Regions from separate parts of the Rattus norvegicus genome. Here region 1 is linked to region 2. Evidence: chromatin contacts called from public Hi-C data. All regions are on one chromosome and are shown on one strand. The core of a region is the stretch at or near the end of the contact, and the rest is flanking DNA. Distances in the headings are between cores, read along the strand shown. Region 1 holds the start of Marchf3 (membrane associated ring-CH-type finger 3). Region 2 overlaps Marchf3 (membrane associated ring-CH-type finger 3).

Region 1 (5,520 bases), core at 195-2,694, 60 kb before region 2:
CTGAGACATGAGCTATAAAGGAGAAAGTTGTGGAAGCCAGATGGCCATTGAAATTATACCTGCAGCTCTCTCACACATGAATAGTCATCTGTACTGAAAGACTACGTAGTTCCTTAGAGTTTCTCAGAGCTGAGACAGTGATCTGAAGTGCCTGGATTGGAAGCAAGAGTGTGGAGGTGGGGGACACGTGAGTGGCAGACCATCAGGAAGTTTGGCCCCTTTCCTATACTGTTGTGCATTCCTGTTAATACAAGTTGGATGCACAACAAGTACAGGTCTAGGCACAGATTGGATCTGCCTACCCTAAGAAGACAGTCTAGGACATGCTCATATTCTAAGCCTTAGTTAGACAGCAATACTCTTTGATTCGTGTGCGTGTGTGTGTGTGTGTGTGTGTGTGTGTGTGTGTGTATGTGTGTGTGTGTGTGTGTGTGGTGTAGTCTTAAAACCTGACTAAAAAGACTATTCTGGCAAGACTGAATGAAGCAGGGGAAAGCCAACAGTGGTCTAAAGGCTCCCAGTGCACTCCTAACTACCAGCTATGAGCCGCTTCATGCCTTCATCCTAATCAAGGTTTTCCAAAGGGGAGAGAGGGAAATGGAGAGTCCGACGGATCTGGCCTGCTCTGCGGTTTTCTGTCCAAGAAGACGGATAGTTTTGGCTTCTCGATATTCCTGGAGGACCAAGCAGACAGCCACAGAACCCACTGTGGCGGATGGGAAGTGCATGGGACGCCTTTGGGCATGAGAAGGCTTTTGCTAAAGGTCCCTAACCTTGTGGAAGGAAAAGGAGAGTCCTGCTTTGTACTTTCCCGGAGGTTGGCTGAGCCAGAGTTCTTGTTTCAAAGACAACCGCCAAATCGAGCTTAGAACCGTTTCCAGTGTAGTTGGACCCTTGAGACGCAGACTGTGTGAGTACTCAGAATCCTCCGGTGGCTGGGGCGCCTTTGGGGCCAAGTTCCTCGCTTCCTATTGGTATGAGGTACGAGTGTTGCTCTCCACAGCGTGCCCACTCGCGACGGCTCTGGGAACTCCTACAGTCTGTCAGCAAGAGCCTTTCCTGGTCGCAGCCTCGTTCCCGGGGCGTTCGGGTCCCACTGCATCAGACCACGCAGGAGCTGCCAGACGCCACCGCCGCCGCCGCCGCCACCGCACTTCACAACTGCCAACTTGCGGGCAGCTAGAGCGTCTCCGGGCCAACGCTCACCAGCAAGCGATTGGACACCGAGTAGGGGGCAGGACGACGCGCTATGCACCTCCCACAGCCTCCAAGGATCCTGGTGCCCTGACTATTGGCTATGGCCTCCGCCAGTCAAACACTAGTAGCCGCCCCGCCTTATAGGGGCTGGCTCAAGACTGGCCCCGCCCCAGGGCTCCGCCCCCTTCGGAGCCTAGTCAGCTCTGCGCGGTGTTCCGCCTCATTCGCTGAGCGGGTCCGTATATTGTCAGCGCGCTCTGGGCGACTGCTGAGCCAGGCGACCGCCGAGCTTGCGGCGATCCCCGTCAGGTGCCCAGTAAAGCCAATGCGCCCAGGTCCGGCGGGGCAAGAGCAGCCGGCGGTTCCGGGCAACTTGGGACTGAGGATCTGCAGCAGGGGCGTGGATTTGGCGTCTGGACTGGGCCAGGAGGGTGAGTGGCCGCGCCGTGAAAGCGGCTCCCCTGCGCCGTGTTGCCAGAGAGCCGAAGACCGCCTTGGTGCTGGTGGGTGGGAGCGTGGGGCTGTGGGAGGGCAAGGCAAGGCAGGGGACACTTACTCTCTGTCAGCGTCCGGGCTCCCGAACTTCTCATTTTCAAAGCATCCCAACTCGGCCCAGAACGTGACTATGCGTCGGAACCGACTTGGCGTTGGTGGTTGCCACCCTTAAGTCCCAGACGCGCCCCTGCCCCTCTGCGGCGGCGACACGACGCGCGGGGACACCTCGGTGCGCGCACAGCAGTTCCTAGATGGCTGCGAGTGGTTCCTAAACATTAACCGGCGCCCGAGCCGGCGTGCGCAGCAAGCGCTGGTCGCGTTCCGACTGAGAACTGGAGGGACCCGCTGGGGACAGTAGCAGGCCTCTTCCGTACTCTTGCTGATCCGACGAAAATGACAGCGGTGCTGAACGCTAAACTTTGGGAAGTAATTGCTTCCTGTCAGCCTTTGAATGTGCGCCCCTCTTCCTGGGTTGCTCAGATCTCCGCATCTGCCACCAGGTGTGTCTGAGGAACTTGGTTAGGACCAGCAGGGAGCCTAGAGGCGAACACCAGGCTGGGTGTTCTCAGCCTGGTTTGGTGGTGTTCCTTAAAGCACCTGCGTGTTTTTTAAGTGATGAAGTTGTAGCAAGAACTGACAACTGAGGATTCAAGGTTAGACCTGACACTTTGTGGCTAAGCGTGGGTTACATCCCCCCCACACACACACACCCTCCCTTTCCTCTTTCCTCTCGTAATAAATGCAGCTTGATTTTTCTGAGTGCAGTTGCATGCAGCTTATATTCTGTATGGACTAAATAGAATTCAGTGCAATATTGTCTTGCCATTCTTATTTGATATGAGTGAGAGCCTATTAAGAAGACTATGGAGAGTTAGCTCTGGTGTTGGGAATAGTTCTGTCTTTCAAAATATATAAAACGTTGATTTTTTTTATAGTAGCTGCGGATGTACAAGCGAATATATCTGAGGGTGTGTGTGTCTATGTGTGGGACTGATAGGGGCGTGAGGTAGAAATATATAGAGGATTAACTCAGCCTTGAACTTCCTCTGGATTGTAGAGATGAACCCTCTTAGCTATAAGGTATCTAATCCTGTATGTGTAAGCATATCTGAATCTAGTCTGGTCTGTCTGGGTCAGTATATGTCCGTGAACTTTACGAGCACTCAGTTCAATACCACTCAGTACAGATTCTGCGTTCCTGTTTTACAGCCCAGCCGCCGCCGCCAGCCAGCCCATCTGTTAAAACATAGCATGTACACTTCAGCCAGAACACTGGGGTGGATAGTGGGTAGGGGGCAACCCTTAGGAAAACAACCCGCTACAAACAAAGCCTTTCGCTTGACTTCTATTTTCATCTATTATTTTGGCCGGAACTTACAGTTTTAATGAGGGAGATGCAGGGAATGGTGCCTCTTAGAAGGGGGAGTGTATTTTCTGATATAATTGTACCCATAATTTGAGGAGGGGCAATTATAGAAGAAAAAACACAATCCCCGAGAGCGTTTTTAGTGATTCTTAGTTAACCTACAGCAAGGCTGATTTGCATCTTTGCAGTAACATGTATATCTCACAAACTGGTGGGTTTGGTTTTTTTGTTTGTTTGTTTGTTTGTTTGTTTGTTTGTTTGCTTCAGAGAATGCACTAAAAATAGTTTTGAGCACACACAGTTTAATAGAAGTAAATAGAACTTTATTGCCAAGGCTGAAGTTAAGATTGCGTTAGTAATCCTAATGAAGCACGCCTTTAGGAATTTATACCCTGGAATAAGTTCATATTTGGTCTAATCACTAGTAACAATGGCTCACAATGTGTAGTTTTAAAATAATAAAAAGGCTTTATCGTAAAATTTCTGATGACTAAAAAGGTATGGGAGGAGTATTATTATAACAGCTTGTTAAGTTCCTGCTGGCAAGTGACTGATACTTTAAAAAGCTATAAATTCCTTTAATAGTATAGTTACTTTTAATAACAATAGGGACAACACCTTCAAGAAGCACAGTTGATCTTTTCCACAATAATTCTATGTTCTTAATTACAATTTAATAGTGGTGTTCATTATAAACTGGGGTGGTTTTAAGAACCCATCATAAGTATTATCATTTTTATGTTACATAAACATTTGGAGGAAATGTGTAAATTCCTAATGTATATGTCTAAATTGATGAAGGGCACAAAAGGAAGATTACAGATCCTCCTGGCTTACATGAATCATTCAAATAAACTGAGTAGCCCCATGGGGATTCAGTCCTTGTCCTTCAATTCAGTTCTGGGACCCAGGATAGCTTAGGAATCTGCATTTTCAAGCACTCAAGACAAGTTCTGACACAAAGGACAACTTGAACATCAGGAAGTACTAGAATGGTGTTTAGGATATAAAATAACACGATCTGTGAGTTGAGATGACAATTGATTATCCAGAAATTTCCAGGTGGTATTTACTGGCCTTATAAATTTGATAGTTTATTAACTCTCTCAACAACGGGCCTCTTTTGCACTGTGCCTGTAATCTTCAGTCATTCCTATTCTGAATTGGTCCCAATTTTAAAGAAGTCTGTCTGGAGAAGCAAGATAATTTAATACCTCTCCTCAGTCTTGGTTCTCTGCTGCCTGTTTCTGTCCCCGTGATGCTGGGATGTTCTGGACTGATTTGGCCAGCCCTAATACACGTAGTTCCTCATTTCTCCTTTTATCTCTTGGTGCTAGGACAGAAGTATGTACGTAATCAGGGCTAGCACAGACTTAACCAGAATCCAGGGTTTCCTTGGGAAACTGTAGTTACTTGGCTGACCAGCCATGAGCCCCACCCACTATGATACACTCTGAACGTTAATTTAGATTTACTTTAAGCTGTCCCACAGAAATGGGTTGAAAATATACTGTTTACCTGTATTCTCACTGAAATCAGTGTTAGTTTTTATTTATAAATTATTAACAATTGGGTTTTTTTTTTTTTTTTACTTACCCTCTTGATCCTGACATGCGTAGTCTGTGAACACATTAGACACTTAGGTAAGGTTTCAAAGAGAATGGATCTATATCAGAAGTTGTCCTCTCTAACATTAAGGTTAAAAAAAAATCTCAGAGGTCAGAAAATGTCACAAATATTTACTTCCTTGATGACAAAAGGATTTAGATACGTTGAGACATTGAACTTATATAGTTCCAGATCATTGGATCATCACAGAGACCTTTGTGGATAATTTCTGTTTAGAGGAATACTTGGCATTTGATAGGTCACTTAACAATCTTTGGAGGACAATGTTTTTTTCCCCACTTAATTCCAGATGAGCAAACAGCAGCCACAAAAGCATAATACTTGGGTTCTGTCTCTCATGTTTAAAGGTAATACCAATAAGTAAGATGTTGGCCTTATAGTATGAGCTACCTGCCTTTTTTTAGGTTGTCATAGCATTTTCTCTGAAACCATTTTCTTTCCATTTTTCTTTATATTGGGTTTGACTTAATAAGCTTTCCTTATAAAGTTAACCAACGTATATGATGAATGTTTGGGTGACGCTGAGCTTAATCAGCCAACCTTGACATGGAGAGGCAAACAGTTTGCTAAAGGTCAAAGACCACCTTTGGGGACAAAGCCTACATGAGGAATTCTTCAGACCCACATTTTATCCTCGTGCCATTTTTGTCCCTGGTCACGTTATACTAGTACTACTGTTTCTACACTAACAAAAATATTACTTGCACTCCATTTTCCCAGCTTCTGCATGAGTTGACGGATTTAGAGTGGCTGTAAAACCTGAGGTGTATCACAGCCCAGACAACAGCACTGACTTATTCCCACTTTAGGCAGACAGACAGACAAGGGCTGAG
Region 2 (5,160 bases), core at 1,934-4,433:
AAAGACCTGTTCGAAATTGCAGAGCCAGGAAGTCTGGCAGTTTTCCCTCAGAGTTCACAGTGATAGACAAATTGTTAGTTACCACATGTGTAATTTATTAGTAATTGCTCTAATTTGCCTCCTAAGTTTCTAAGTTGCCAGTTCACTGAGATCAACTATTTTCTACCCATAAAATAGGAATCATATGGTAATTTAATGAAGTAGCTAGCCAGTTAGGGTGATTTCCATGCAAAGGGGTTATTGCCTTTGTAATTTAGAAAAGCGGGGGGGGGGGGGCATAACAATATCTGCTTCCGAGAAGCCCAGTGACTAATATCACTCTCTGGGATTAAAATGCTCCACGTGTTTTCCTCTGGTGGCCATATGGCCATGAGATAACTGGCTCTCCTTTGGGTTGGATTATAGCCTATTTGAAAGAAAACCTTTCCTTCCCCCTTGGATCATTATAAGGGCTGCCGAGTGATGGATGGGGAGCCCTCCCATGGGTGATGTAGTAGGCAGAGGAATGGAGTCTACAAGTGGAAGGAGAGCATAGTTAAGAGTCTAGTCAGACACGCTGAGGGAAGTTTAGAAAGGCTTGCTATATAGAACTGGGTTTTCTTCTTAAAAACAAACGATCCACTTCCCTCCAAACATGATTAGTTGACTTCAAGTCTAGCTAACTCTAACAGCTTAAATGTGTCTTCTCACAGCAGCCTGTCATATCTCTCTGCTCTTTTTTCATTGATGTATGTTCCTTGTGCATCGTGCTTAGTTACATAAAGGCAGTTTCACATCATGTATTTTTTTAACATTTCACTCCTCCGTACGCCTTCCTTTCTTCCATATGTACAAACACTTTCCTAACCCTATGGTTTTACGTTTCTATGTAAGAACCTAGGATCCACAAATGAGAGAAAATATCTGATATTTGTCTTTGCCCAATCTGGCCCATTTCAATGTTCTCTGGTTGTATCCCTTTTCCAACAACATCATCTCCCTGTTCTTTATGACTAAACAAAACCCCATTGCATTTATATCCCATCCTCTGTGTATCTGATGACAGACAACGAGGCTAATTCCCTGACTTGGCTCTTAGGCCTGCACTTATGTGCAGGTCTTTCTGGAACATTCACAGCAGTGGTACCTCTGCTGACTCATATGGAAGTTCTGTTCTGGTTTTTTGTAGGAACCACCAAACAGATTTTCACAGTAACTGAAGAAATTTGCATTCCAGTAGCAGTTCATAAGGCTTCCCTTTTTCCCACATCCTGCCCAGTATAGGCTGTTATCTCTTTTCTTTAGGAAAGACATTCTGCCTGGGGTGAGATGGAATCTCAGAATCGTTTTAAAATGCATTTTTCTGATGGCTAAGAATATTGAACTGTCTTTGTTATGTTTATTGGCCTTTTGTGCCTTGTATTTTGAGAATTGCTCATGCATTTCATTGGCCATTTGTAGGTTGGGTTGTGTGGTTCTTTGATGTTTAGATTTTTTAAATTCTTTTTATATTCTAATTATTAATCCTTTGACAAGTACATTGCAAACACCTCCCCCTTTTTCAGACTTTCTCTTCACGGGACTGTTCCCACATGTCAGTGTTTGATATTATTTCCCGAGTTGTTGGTGCTCTTTTCAGAAGACCCTGTGCCAATGCCTGTATCTCCAAGTGTTTTCCCTGAACAATTTCAGCAGTTCTGGTATTGCAAGTGTATGTTTTTGGCTTCTTTGTCAAGAATCAGGATGCTATACCTGTATGGGTTTAATTCTGCCATTTTCTGTCCCATTCCACTCATCTGATGTCTCTTTTCATGCCAGTGCCACACTGTTGGTTTTTTTTATTATTATTATTAAAATCAGGAATAATAATACCTTCAACCGTTATTCTTTTTCTTAGACTTTCTCCTGTTTTTTTAACTCCTCAACTTACCAATGAAATAAATTTCTTACTTACCTTTCTTCACTCAAGCAAACTTGGTCCTCAGTCTGCATCATGTAAGCTATGAAGGCCCTGATTCTTACTGATCTCTGCCATGGCCAGTTTGTAAGAGGCAGAAGCATGACTTAACATTTTGTTCTCAGGTTTAAGCTCTAATCTTAGAAATAACAGAGACCAGAAAATCAAGTTCTTACCTAACTTTTTTAGTTAATAGAAAGTAAAGGTGGGAGAATAAATGTAGATTGTTCTAGACATTTTTTTGAAAGTCACTTTTTCCAGCTGGCAGCCACCCTGGGACTGATAAAATTTCTTTGCAGACCATCAAAATATCACTTTGGCTCTATCTTTCAAAGTCACATCTCTCAGAATCTCATTTGGCCACAGGTCAAATACATTACCTCAAAAACAAAAGATGTTCCTGAATAGTCTTCTTAACTACAGCCAATGTCCACACAGATTGAGCAAGATCAAATAAAAACACAGAAAAATAAATAGTAGTTATATAATCCATACTAATATTCTTGAAATCAAGATACTCTCGTGCATCACCAAAAATCTGGACTCTGTACACTGAAATGAGACTCTCAGTGACTAGGAATTTGAAGCAAACTACACTTACAGCCTTTGACCCTCTTAGTGCACTGTTATTTGTTACCAAGCAGGTTCAGGGAGCACAAGGGTGAGAGGATCCCTGTATTTAAAATAGGGCTCCTTCATGTATGACCACCAGTAGCAGAAGTGCCCGGAAGCCCACTGGCAATGTCAATTGATGGCCCTGTCTCGACAGTCCACAGTAGAATCTCTAGAAGAGTCTGTTCTACAAACTCTTACGACGGTTTGGATCCTCACTGCAGTCTGAGATCCTAACTCTGCATCCCTGGGACAAACTGTCAACCAGCAATTGATGGCTAGGGCTTCTGCTTAGTTTTTCTGCCAGTGACCAAAGGATCACTGTCCCTTCTATCATCCCTTGGCCAGACCCTACCTGTGGACTTTCTCTCTCTCTTCTCCGAATTTCCCAAGCTATGGATCAGGAAAACTATGGGGCATCACACACTGAGCCGGCCTAAGAGAACACTGTGTTTTTAGACTTGGAACTGTAATGAGCTTCTCTTCAGCATGTTTGATACTTTATTGGTGTGAAGAATTGATCTCAGCATTGATATATTTATTATGATTACAGAATTAGCTGTGGGCCTCTGTGAATACCTCAGCCATCTGCCAAGAGAGAGAAAACAAAAACAGAAACAGAAACCAAAAGGGGAGGGAAGGGCCTCTTATCACTGAGCATGCCTATTGCAAAACTGCACCTGAGTTCACATTCTTTTCTTCTTCCAAACTCTTGTCAAAATTCACTCACTCCCTTCCCAAACTTCTTCTGCCTGAGACGTACATGTGAATCCTTTAAAAAATTTTAGATGCACCAGATGTAAATGTAAAAGCTAAAAGGATAAAATTCTTGAAGAATTCAGGTGTGAATCTTCATTATCTTCCATCAATGATTTCTTAGACAGATCTCCCGTAGCATGAGCTATGGGAAAAAATAATTAAATCTAAAACTTTTGTGTTTCAATGAACACAAGCAAGATAAAAATAGGAACAGAGCTGCGGGGAAGAAGAAAATATTTGTAGAGCTGAAAGGAGTCTAATATCCAGAACATATAAAACACACACACACACACACACACACACACACACACACACACACACACACACATTTGTAACTCTAAGAAAACCTAATGCAACTAAAAACTGTCAAAGATTTAAAAGAACAAAAACAAAGACAAAAGACAAAAATAAATGAACAAACAAATTACAGGAGCTTCATATCCAGCCCTAGCTAACCTGAAACTCATTGTATAGACCATACTGGCCTTGAACTTTCAGCAATCCTTCTGTGTCTGCCTCCCAGATCCAGGGATTAAAAAGCAACACACCACATAGAGTCAAAATAGTTAGCAAATGGGAGCAAAGACTTCAGCATCACCCCCTCCCCCCCCTAGGCATGGAAGCACTATGACGCTCTTAAGCTAAGGGAAAGAAGCCACACAGAAAAAGCTGCCTATTCCACAGTCACATGCACATGTAATGGTCAGAGTAGGCAAAGCCACAGAGGCGAAGTTGATCAGTAATTGCCAGCGGCTGTGGAGTAGGGTCTAAACGCCTTCTGGTGAATGCATGGCTTTCTTTGGAGCTGTGATAGTATCTTAGAATTGGTTGATGATGACTTCACAACATTGTGAAGTAAACAGAACTCTATACTGTAAGGAAGTGAATTTCATGGTTTATAAATTATATATGAATTATTTAAAGCCCTGGCTTTTCTCACTCTACCTCAGATGGCAAAGGATTGGCAAAGGGTTAAATATTCTGAAGCCATGTGATGAGCTGGTGGTTCATTATACTATTTTCTCCACTTCTGTCTTATGTATGCATATTTCTATAATTTTAAAATCGTGAGTGAAGCCCACAGAGTTGGATATTAAAATTTCCAAGGATAGAAGCCAGGCATCTATCATCTTGTTTGCTAACAGCTTGTTTCCAGGGGCGTTAGTGTTTGTGGTTGAAAACAAGGTCTTGACATTTAGCTCCGTCTGGCCTGGAATTCACTATGCAGCCTAGCCTGACCTCCAACCCATCCTCCTGTCCCCAGCATGAGTACCAAAGTCACTGGCATGTACTACCATATCCAGCTTCCACATCCAGCTTCTAGTTTATTCTTTTGAAATCATCAATTGCAAGTTTGAAAGTCAGTTGTCAGGGACTGGTATTAGGTATCTGTAACCATGATTCTCTTAGCAGGTTTGAAGAGAAGAAAGCAGCTGTCCTAGGGAAACTAGAAGGTAAATAAGAAGGACAAACAGACAGCCCTTACAGCTCAACAAGAGAGACAGCAGAAAGAAGTGAGATACAAACACGAGAGTTTTGAAACATCATTATTCTGGGGCCACTCGACTGGAAACTGTATACCCTAACAGACTTGGAAGCCAGCACCATTCACAGAGTTATGTCAGTTTTCTACCCATAGTAGTGACCTGGAAACATTCCGAAAGGAATACATTATGTTTTTTAAAATGCCACTTAACAGAGGAATGGATACAGAAAATGTGGTACATCTACACAATGGAATATTACTCAGCTATCAAAAACAACGAGTCTATGAAATTCGTAGGCAAATGGTTGGAACTGGAAAATATCATCCTGAGTGAGCTAACCCAATCACAGAAAGACATACATGGTAT

Evidence for each region. Hi-C and Micro-C count contacts between places; a contact is called where the count stands out from the background.
Region 1: a Hi-C map of liver shows a contact between it and region 2, with 1.9 times the contacts expected there. The contact joins the promoter of Marchf3 here to the enhancer-like site in region 2. A contact is called at or near these places in 2 of 12 Hi-C or Micro-C datasets (kidney and liver).

What each region holds. Positions count from the first base shown.
Region 1 is chr18:52,583,221-52,588,740 of GRCr8, reverse strand. It overlaps Marchf3 (membrane associated ring-CH-type finger 3), which reads left to right and starts at 1,444. Exons shown (of 5, transcript NM_001007759.1): 1 at 1,444-1,628.
Region 2 is chr18:52,525,589-52,530,748 of GRCr8, reverse strand. All of the region lies in intron 1 of Marchf3 (membrane associated ring-CH-type finger 3), which reads left to right. It also overlaps the pseudogene LOC134483030. Among named protein-coding and RNA genes, the nearest start is that of Marchf3, 59 kb to the left of the region's middle. Within about 2 kb of position 3,183, at least 1 of the 93 cell types and tissues checked has an H3K27ac peak or open chromatin away from gene starts, as enhancers often do. A contact at or near this core is called in liver, where this site is marked.